2 separate regions of the Gossypium hirsutum genome follow, and region 1 is linked to region 2. The links are chromatin contacts, called in public Hi-C maps. All regions are on one chromosome and are shown on one strand. The core of a region is the stretch at or near the end of the contact, and the rest is flanking DNA. Distances in the headings are between cores, read along the strand shown. Region 1 holds the start of LOC107962887 (ER membrane protein complex subunit 1). Region 2 holds the start of LOC107897104.

Evidence for each region. Hi-C and Micro-C count contacts between places; a contact is called where the count stands out from the background.
Region 1: a contact with region 2 is called in a Hi-C map of hypocotyl, with 4 times the contacts expected there. The contact joins the promoter of LOC107962887 here to the promoter of LOC107897104 in region 2. A contact is called at or near these places in 8 of 34 Hi-C or Micro-C datasets (fibers, hypocotyl, leaf and 1 more).

Annotation. Positions count from the first base shown.
Region 1 is chrA06:33,948,556-33,954,266 of Gossypium_hirsutum_v2.1, forward strand. It overlaps LOC107962887 (ER membrane protein complex subunit 1), which reads left to right and starts at 3,250. Exons shown (of 12, transcript XM_041115813.1): 1 at 3,250-3,508; 2 at 3,615-3,742; 3 at 3,831-3,893; 4 at 4,112-4,233; 5 at 4,626-4,741; 6 at 4,839-5,646. The coding sequence starts at 3,411. It overlaps TRNAS-CGA (transfer RNA serine (anticodon CGA)), which reads right to left and starts at 905; the gene lies at 824-905.
Region 2 is chrA06:33,647,280-33,652,818 of Gossypium_hirsutum_v2.1, forward strand. LOC107897104 reads right to left here and starts at 1,837. Exons shown (of 5, transcript XR_005928419.1): 1 at 1,629-1,837; 2 at 1,117-1,434; 3 at 572-739; 4 at 446-487.

The DNA.
Region 1 (5,711 bases), core at 2,000-4,499, 300 kb after region 2:
ATTATGTGTGTACATTCATTATTTTAATTTCGTGTCCAATTCTATTATTACATTATACCTTCATCTTTTCTAATATTATTGTCACCTCGATTATTTGTTTCAATATATCCCTAGCTCTTTCATTTATTGATTTTTATTTCATATCATTTTACTTTGCATTATTTCGAAAATCGTATTCTTGTTTTGCTAATTAATTTCAATAATCAAGGCAACATATCGATTTAACATTAAGTCATCGAGTTCATCGCTACGTTGGGTGAACGTCAATTGACTCGTGTTAAAGCGATATACCCTTCTCAAAAACCGGAATAAACTAAAATTTCTCGTTTTTTCGGATCACAACTAAACTTTACATTGAATTCGTATTTTTGAAAATTAAGACAACATGTGTTTATGAGATACCAATTTTTGGGCGTCGCGAGGGTGCTAATACCTTCCTCGCGCGTAACCGACTCCCGAACCCTAATTTTCCTCTGACTTTTAACGTAGACCTAAATTCAGCCTTCCTTTTGTTTTAAAAATGAATCTAATAGGTGTCCGATCACACCTAGGAAATGGATCGGTGGCGACTCCCTCTTTATTTTAAAATCAAACTTCAGTTTTCAAACTTTTTCACTAGATCGCCACAATTAACGACCCTAAACCAAAATTTTTACGTCGCTACACACACTACATGAGCTCACTGAAAACCATTGGAGAAGCCAAGGTAGGGCTCTAAAACTCTGTACTTTCTTTGAATTTGTCAACGACTTCTCCACTTTCACTAAAGCTCAGACATCGGTTCCTCATCTGAGGAATTTGTTCAGAAAAATAAAAGAAAAAGCGTCGACAGCAGGATTCGAACCTGCGCAGGCAATGCCCAACAGATTTCGAGTCTGTCTCCTTAACCACTCGGACATATCGACTTCTTACTGCGGTTTTCGTTTTCTATTTACTTGATTGTTTAAAAATATAAAAAATTAAAAAAATATCAACACAAGGGTTCGAGAACCTGCGCAAGCATATACCCCCGTACGTTTCGTGCCTCTCTCCTTAGCCACTCAAACATACCGACCTAGACCTACTTGACAGCCAGATTTCATAAATAGCAGTATTTTTTTTATTTTTTTATTTTTATCTATTTGGCTTACTTTGCAAAATTAAGCACGCGAATAATTGGAATCATTTTATTAAAAATATAATGATACCAAATCAGAGTGATAAATTACAGGCCTAAGCAATTAGCGAGACTAGTCTGTTATATAAGAATAGGTCATTTAATATAACTAACACATTATTGGCATAAAAATTGAATATCTAAAACTGTTAATAAACAAATTAGACAAATGTGCAACCTTCCAAAAGCATCATTATTCATAGCCTTAGCTATTTCATATAACACACAATCCACCCTTTCACCACAGCTTTATTCTATTCTTGCATTTTACCTCTTGACTTAAATATTAAAAACTGTATCGAAATACAAACTCTTTAACACCCACCATAACCCTTTTTTGCTTACAAATATTATAGCCGGTGAGGTCCAACTAAAAAATCCATCATTAGTCTTCATTACTGTATTATTAAAAATATAATGATAATTTTAATCTTTAATATGTATTTATTTTGTCATTTTAGTCTTAAATTTTTTATTACTTTCGTATTTTTTAACCTTAAAATTTTAGTCAATTTGTTTTTTATTTTTGAAAGGAAATAGTTGATTGAACTATTAAAAATTTAATGGCATAAATGTTGTAGCTAGAGGTACTCATGGTCGAGTTAAGTCTAAATATAATATTAACATTTTTTATACTTGTTCAAGTTAGGCTGGCCCAGAATATGAGTTTAAAATTTTGCCAAACTTGCCCATATTTACAAAAGATTAATTCAAGCCATTTTAGGCTCACCCATATTATTTTTAAAAAATTTTGAAATATATATTTATATTATATTATTTTAATATTTAATAATTTTATATATTTTTTATTTATTGAAATTTTTTATATAGTCATCTTAACATTATTTTAATGTTTAAATTAGAGTAGTATTATATATTTAGTATATATTTTTTTAATGTGTTTTAAGCTACACAATATAAAGTATTATAAACTTAAAAACGATTCGGATTGGGTTTGGGCCTTAAATGTTCAAGTCTGAACCTAGCCCATATTTTAAACAGACCTATTTTTTTGCCCAAGCTCATTTTTTGGACCTAATATTTTTACTCAAATCCTCTCAAATTTCAAGCCTGGGTGAGTAACCCAACCCATGAATAGGTCTAGTTGCAACCCTTTTAGCATTCTAATCGTATTTCATTGAATAATTCTTTTAGGCTTAATATAACATTTGGTATCTGAACTTGACATTTTTTTCTAATTTGGTACCTAAACTTTTTTTTAGTCCAATTTGATGCTTGAACTTGACACTTTCTCCTAGTTTGTTACCTAAGCTTTTTTTAGGTTCAATTTGGTACTTAATTTTATTAAATATTATATAAATTATGCAAAACACTAACTATATATATATTTGTTTGCTATGCTACAAAAATATTGTCGAGGAAACTCATGTTAAAAAAATAGGTATTGAAGTATGTTTATTGAATTAATATTAAATAAAAAAGAGATTTTTTAAAACCTCAAATTAAAACAAATTCATTATTTTCAATTAATAAAATAATTAATTATATAAAACTAAAAATATTTAAACATATAAAATATAAAAAATATCATATAATTTGTCACATGTTGGTCATACATTTATTATTTTTGCTACTCATAAAAAATTAATATTGTTATTATATTGGAGTAATTTGAAAAATGTTTGACAAGTGCCGAATCGAACAAAAAAAAAGATTAGGAACTAAATTAGGAAAAAAGGTCAAGTTCAGTACCAAATTGGGCCTCAAAAAGTGTAAATACCAACTTAAGAAAAAGTGTCAAGTTTAAGTATCAAATTAAAAAAAAGTGTCAAGTTTAGGTACCAAATATTATATTAAACCTTCTTTTTAAAAGTTCTATTGAATTTTTTAAATATATTTTTAAATTTTTATGAATTAAATATGAACCGCAATGTGAGTTGTAATTTTGGTACCATTAAAATTTTAATACTCTTCACATTAAAAAATTAATATTATTTCTTATTGGATGAAAAAAAGTGTCCAATAGCTAACCAATTATATATTAAGTCCAAATTTAATAAAGTTAATTAGAGGATTAAATTATCAATTTTTGTAAAATAGAGGGGTTAAAAGAAAAGGAATTAAACCTTATAAAAAAAAAGCCGGCTATATGTAACTAAAACGGAAGTAGAGAAGCCATAGTTAGACCTTGCAAACTCCTCCCCCTTTCGACTTTCTCAGATCTGTTTCTCTTTCACTCTCTAGAGAGACGGATACCGCTTTTTTTTTTCTTCAATCCTCATAGCAATTAGCTATGGCGATTAGGTCTTTTTTTCTCTTTATTTTATTCTTCTCCTCTTCTCTAAGTCCGGTCTTTTCTCTTTATGAAGATCAAGTAGGCCTCATGGATTGGTAAGTTCTAATTCAAACTTTACTTCGTTGAATTCGATTCAAATTTAACTTCGATTCTTTATATGTATATCTAATTTTTGTTTTTAATTAAATTGTTTAATCTTAGGCATCAACAATACATCGGCAAAGTGAAGCAAGCAGTGTTCTCCTCTCAAAGAGCTGGTCGAAAACGAGTCGTAGTTTCCACCGAAGAGAATGTTATTGCTTCACTTGATCTCCGCCACGGCGAGATTTGTAAGTCAAATCCAATTCGATTACTGATGGTTGAAGTTTATTTAGCTTATAATTCTTTTTGGGATGATGGTTTGTTTGTTTTATGTAGTTTGGAGACATTTGCTTGGGGCTGATGATGTTATCGATGGAATTGATATCGGTCTTGGCAAATGTAAGTGTTTGCATATCCATATTTTGTTCAGAGAAGAATCTTAAGTGGCCTTTTTATATTTGAATTTGTTTTTGTTGTTATCTTATTTGTATTTATTGTTTCGTTCATTTTTCAACTTGTTTTTAAGTGTTGGTTTCTGTTTCTGGATTCACCGAGGAAAGGTCTGACTTCAGTGCTTGTTTAGCTGATTAAGTTTTGAATAAATTTCATTCTTGCAGATGTCATTACCCTTTCATCGGGAGGAAGTATTCTAAGATCATGGAACCTTCCTGATGGGCAGATGGTGTGGGAATCTTCACTTCAGGGTCCAAAGCACTCAAAATCATTCTTATTAGTGCCGGTTAGTATTAGAATTTTCTTTAGTCAGATTCTTCCAGTTAACATCTATTTTGTTACTATTCTTCGACAGTCTGTTTTTAGTCGAACATGGTCACTGAAATTTTGTACCAAGCCATTCTATATTAGATGCTCCTTCATACAATCAAGATTATTCTTGCTGAATTTTCATCTAAAAGATTCTTAATTATCTCTACAATATCCAATAAAACAAGGCTAGTTTATGTACAGAAGGATGCTTTGCTGAACATATCTTGTGTTTGTAACTTTTATTGTCCATTAGAACTTGACGTCCTGCCATTTTTCCACCCTTTGTTTAATTTGTTGATTGAAATTATATTATTCATTCTATGATCCTAAAAACCTATGAAGATTGACTGTGTTTATACTGTGCAGACAAACTTGAAATTTGATAAGGATAATGTACTTGTCGTTTTTAGCAATGGCCGTCTCCATGCTATATCTTGTATAGATGGTGAGGTTCTTTGGAAGAAGGATTTTGAAGCAGAAAGGTTAGTTGAATTTGAAAGTATTATATTTCAACTGATTCCCCCTCCCATTTGTAAACAATGGTATTATTGATGTATTGCGTTGCCATGCTACTTGCAGCTTTGAGGTTCAGCAGGTAATTCTGCCTCCCGGCAGTGATTTAATACATGTTGTAGGGTTTGCTGCTTTGTCCCAGTTTGAGATGTACCAAATCAATGCTAAGAATGGAGAGTTGTTGAAGCATGAAAGTGCATTTTTTTCTAGTGGGTTTTCGGGACAAGTTTCACTAGTTTCCACTGAGACAGTTGTGGCTCTTGATTCCACAGGGTCAATTTTGCTCACAATAAGTTTTCAAGATGGAAAAATTAGTTCTCAACAGACACCCATTTCAAATCTTGTCGAGGATTCTTTAGGACCGGCAGTAATAATACCTTCATCAGTCTCAGGAATATTTGCGATTAAAACAGATGCAGTTACTATATTTATTAGAGTGATAGGTAAAGGCAACTTAGAAGTCGTGGAAAAAACGACTCATGAAATAGCTGTTAGTGATGCTCTCTCAATCTCCGAGGATCAACAAGCATTTGCATTGATTCAGCATGCAAGCAGTGAGATTCATCTCACAGTGAAACTTGCACATGATTGGGATGGTAATTTGCTTAAAGAAAGCGTTAAGATGGACCGGCAAAGAGGGCTTGTCCACAAGGTTTTCATAAATAATTATATCCGAACTGATAGGTCTTATGGATTTCGGGTTTTGATTGTGATGGAAGACCATTCATTGTTGTTATTACAACAAGGTGAGATTGTCTGGAGCAGGGAAGATGGTCTGGCATCAATTATTGATGTAACAACTTCAGAACTTCCCGTGGAAAGGGATGGTGTATCTGTTGCAAAAGTGGAGCACAACCTCTTTGAATGGCTTAAGGTATGGCTATGAACATTTTAAGATTTGGACAATATTATTTTTGTTCTCATTGAAACACATAATTG
Region 2 (5,539 bases), core at 587-3,086:
TCTAAGAACGAATTTGATACATTGAGACATGATATACTACAAAAAAAAAAAAGAGAGAGATCAAGATATGCATATTCAAGTTTGTAGCTTCAAACATATATATACATGCAAAAGAATGTATATAATGCTTAGATTCAACAATATGTATAGTTTTCAATGCAAAGTCCATGCAGGACAAGAGAAGCAGGGAGAGTCCTACACATTAGGAGGTCTGATACTGAAAATCTAGGTTGTTCAGACTCTTCATTTTTGCTTGAAGTGTCCATGTACAGACACATTCGGATACATATATTTAATATAACCATTCAAGATTCCTCTAAACACATTAAAAAACCTTTGAAAAAACAGGTCTGTGCATGAGTGATTTACAATCGAGAAAAGTTTATCTTATTTAAGAAATAATAATACTATGCTAGTTAATGCCAATGATAAGAAATGTGCATACCTTAGTGTTAGAGAAGACTGCATCAAGGTCCCTTTTTTGTTCCTGAAAAATCAATTTAGAAAGTTAAATTGGAGATTTAGATCATGAAAGCAAACCTAGTAATTAAATTTGTAATCATTGGTGTACCTTTGATCGTTGTTGATCTAATTTATTTAACTCATCTTCTACTGTATCCAATTCCTCATTCGCATCATCTTCTTTTAAAAGATGATCTTTGAATTTGGCCTTGATGTACTGGATCTTTTGGAGAATGCTTTGGAGATCAGGATGCATTAGCCACTGCGTTTTGATTTGCTTGAAGGAGGCAGGAATTTGTAATGAGACAGGAAAGGATTTCGATTTTATCCATGTCAGAAATTCCAAATCTCTCGTTAAAAAACAAGATATAAAGATATTGCTGATGCAAGGATTTCCAAACTGTACAGTTCTGATGTATTGTTGTGTATTGTCTGTTTAGAAAATAGTCCAAAACTTACCAGATGACATTTGATCTTTTTATGTTCAAAATGTATGCATAAAAGATAATAAAAAAGTGAATCTAACATGAACTTCTTAGTTTTTAATGTGAATCTAATATGAAATACTTAGTTCAATTAGGACCAGTTACCGTCTTTCTTCGTCTGTCAACTTGATGGTGGAAATTTTTCAATAGTTCAATTAGGACCATTTACCGTCTTTCTTCGTCTGTCAACTTGATGGTGGAAATTTTTTCAATCTGTTTTGCACAGCTTCCCCACAGTTCTTTTCACTTTTCGGTTTTGGCTGTTGCTGGGAGGTTGAAGCTTCTTTTCCCGATATCCATTTCTGGGGGGCTTTTCCTTTAGCTTCCACTTAATTATCGATTTCCCAGCTTCTTTTCTTGCTTCCAGTCGACATCGACATATGCGTCTGGGTATCATCCGGTTCATTTTCAGGTGGATCACTCTCAGAGTCCGAAACAACCCCAATTGGGCAAGGGATGTCCTGGTTTTCACTCATTTAGCACAGACCTGAGGAACTTTTAACTCAGATCAGATTTAGATCATTGAACAAAAAAAGATCAAACCATGGATATATAAATTATCAAAACGAAACCCTATGAAACGAAGTTTCCTCAAGTAATTAAAGAAGAAATTCTGCAAGATCAAAACAAGAAATGTATGGACTGCGATGAAAATGAGGTGGTAAATTAAGTAGTACCTACTCCTTGGATTTGTCTACGGTGAAGATAAGAGGGGAGAACACCGGCTGCCAACGCCTTGAAGGGGAAATAATGACCTAATTTCAATTTGGGGATTGAATAAAGAAGTAAGGAAAGGGACAGACAAGCCCGAGATTGACTTTCTGCTTTTTAATTTGGAGCGAGAGGAAAACCTTTTAGCACTCTTGTGGGGTTTAGAGGCGTCAGCAAACGTGAGCATAACTTTCTGGGAAGAGAAAAAAAAATAAAAACTCTATCAAATAATCTATAAATTTGATAAATTTTAAAACTATACATTAATTATAGTTTAATGTATAATTATATACATTAATTCTGATTTTATATAATTTTATTCATGAAATTTTAATTTGATTTGATTTTTATAAATTATTAATAAAATTATTGATATAACATCATTTGTTTATATATTACATATATAAATAATTATATTTATCTAATATAAAAATAAATTGATATATTTATTTATTTAAATGTATATGATTAAATTAAAATTAAATTTGAAGTATACATTTAAACCACAATTAGAGTTTCACCTATATAATTACACCAAATTAAAGCTCATGTATACAATTGCACATTAAATCAAAATTCATGTATAATTTTAAAATTTATCCCTACCAATAAAGGTAATTTAAGTTTCGAGTTAGAGGTGAATCAAATTTTGTAATTTAAATAATTCGAATAATATATTTGTGTAAATATCCCTTTGATCTTTATCAATTTTAAAAATAAGCAAGATAACTCTCTCACAAAAAATATAAAAAAATTATTTTTTTTTAAAATTTTCAAATATTTATAAAAATTTCAAAAATTTTATTTTTTTAAGAAAAATAAATAATATATAAAAAAATTTAAAATTTTTCTAAAATAATAACTTTAGAATCTAAATAAATTAATTAATAATTGAAGTTTTTTTTGAAATTTTTTTAAATATATATAGTTTTAATTTTATATGCTCCATCAAATTAATTATATTATAGTAAGATTTAAATTTAATATGTTTAATTTTTTAATTTAATCAAATAATTTTATTTAATTAGATTGGATATAAATTTTTTAAAACAATTTGGTAGACTTTAAATAAATTTAGATTACTTTCTTATAGTTAAATTTTAATTTGGGCAATTAAATTCACATACTTTAAATTTTTTAATAATTTTATTTTTTTTTATTTTTATGATGTTTGTAATGAACCGAAAGTTACGGTATCGGAAATTGAGTCTTGAGTACTGTTTCCGTGAAATTTATTCATGAATATTTATTAGAAATATTTATGAATTATAGTTGAATGGTTATTTAGTGTTTAATTAAGTGAAGTAGCTTGAATTTAGTTTAAAGGATTAAATTGCATAAGGAATAAAAGTTTAATTATAGATTAAAGAAGTAAAAGGGACTAATCTAGCAATTAGACCCTAAGTGCCATGTGTGTGAATGTATGATATAACATGTGTAATAGTTGGTATATATGTGTAATAGCTATAAGATATTTTATGTTATAGCTATTACACATGTTAATTTTATATTTATTATAGGTTAATAATAATATAATATAATATAGTATAATGAATAAAGAATAATGAGCAAAGAAACATAAAAAGAGTTACAGAGAGCAAACGTGAGAAAGAAAAAAAGAAAGAAAGAAAGAAAGAAAGAAAGAAAGAAATAGAAAAGAGAAATTTGAGGATTAAGGCCCTAAAGCTTGATTGGTAAGTTGTTTTAGCTCATTTTCTTATGATTTTTATGTTTATGGATGCCTAATTCAAAGTTCTACATGTATGAGGTTAAAATGAAGAAAAATAGAAAATTTTTAGATATTGATTTAGTTGAATAAATTGAGGTTTTATGGGTTAAATTGATAGGAATTAAAGTTAGAAGTGAAAATTGAGTGATTTATTAAAAGAATTCTAAGTTAGGTTTAAATAGGGATTAAGTTGAATAGAGCTCAAAATTTATGTTTTATAATGAATTTTATGAGTTAGAAATTGTTAATGAGTTGATTAAAAGAGGATATGAAGCTTAAGTTAAAGAAAAAAAGATTAGTAATGGGAAAAGGACGAAATTGGAATTTTTGTAAAAGTTTGATAGAAAGTGAAAAATGTGTTTTATGAATTAGTATATTGATGATTTTTAATTGTATGATTGTTAGTAGCAAACGTAGCACCGGATACGTCATCAAAGAAGGGAAAAGAGAAAGTGAACGAAAATATCGATTAAATTCGATAAATAGTGGTTTGTATTTCTATAAACCGAGCTTAATCGTTATTGCTATATTTGATAGTTATATTGTATGAAAATGTGAATGAGGTAAGTATTTTTACCATATTGAAATGAATGTGATTTTGAATACCCTACTAACAGTGTCGGGCTAGTCGGATATAGTTGACATGTCATAGGAATTGGAAGTATTGGGATATTCCGACATTGAGTCGATGAGACACTATGTGTCAACTACTGTTAAAGTTCCGGATTTGTTCCGATGAAGTACTTTGTGTACTATAATGTTAAAGTTCCGGATTTACTCCGATGAAGCACTATGTGCTTATCCCGGAGTGTGGGTTGGATCCGTGTATCCGTCAGTATTCGAGTTATGTTAATAAGGGTAAATAAAGTAAAGGTTATTAAAGTACTGATTGATATTGAATAATAGCAATAATGTGTTTGAATTACCATGTTTTAAAGTTGATTAAGCTATTGTTTATAGAAATACCACTGAGAGTATTCTCAGCGTACGATTTGTTTCTGTGCGCAGGCTAGGTACGAAAGTATAAGGACTCAGCATACAAGCCGATCCCCAAACTCAAATTGGTGAAGTTTCTATCTTTTTAGAAAATGGCATTGTACCTAGGATGTCTTTTGGTTATTTTGAAAGTATCTAAGTTGTTAAGTGATATTTTGGTATGTTTTGTAAATGTTACCAAAACCTTAAGTATGGTATGTTTTGATATGTTAGTGAAGAGTAATAAGAGGAATTGTTGGTAAATGTTGTAGAGAGAAGAAATGAAGATGTTATAAACTTAGTTATCAACATTTTATACTAAAACAGATTTGGACAGTAACAGTAGTCCAACTTTGAAAATATACCAAAAATAGTATAAAGTGAATTAGATGATGAATAAAATATGTAATTGAAGCTTAATGAATCTATTTTTATATGGAAGAAACAAAATAGGTAAAAGAGTTGTATTTTATGAGATATTTACGTTTTGGTGAAACAGGGTTAGAACAATTTCTAGACTCCCTATTCTGACTTTAGAAATTCACCATAAATTGTGTATTAAGAATTAGGACTCAAACTTTATTTGTATGGATTTTTTGTTGAGTCTATTTTTAATTGAAACAAATGGCATAGTCATTGGATTTCTGTACAGGAACAAATTTGATTCGTAGTGCACAAGGGTCAGAGTAGCCGAACCCTGAAATAGGGGAGACTTTTTCTAATAAACTGTACTAATTGGCCTGACCAAAAATTCTATAAAAAAATTAGTAAGTATATATATGAGTCTAGTTTCAGGAAAAATTTACAGAATTGGATTTTGAGTTTCGTAACTCAAGATATGATTTTTTTAGCGACCGTGACGTAGATGGATAGTTTACTACGAAAACTGTTTAAGTGTTAAGATAGGTTTTGTAATGTCTCTTGCTTGACTCCGGCAACGGTCTCAGGTAGGGGGACGTTACAATATTGATTGGTATCAGAGCTAATTAGATTTAGTCGGTTCTAGGACTAAATCGAATGTCAATGTGAATCTAGAGGTACATGTCATTACTGAGTCAAATTTGAGTTGGGATTGGATGCTGATATGTTTGTTGAATATTTTTGTTTTATAGCATTAAGAATGTCTGATAAAAGCATTGAGGATACTGATCAAGAGATGTATAGTGAAGATGATGAA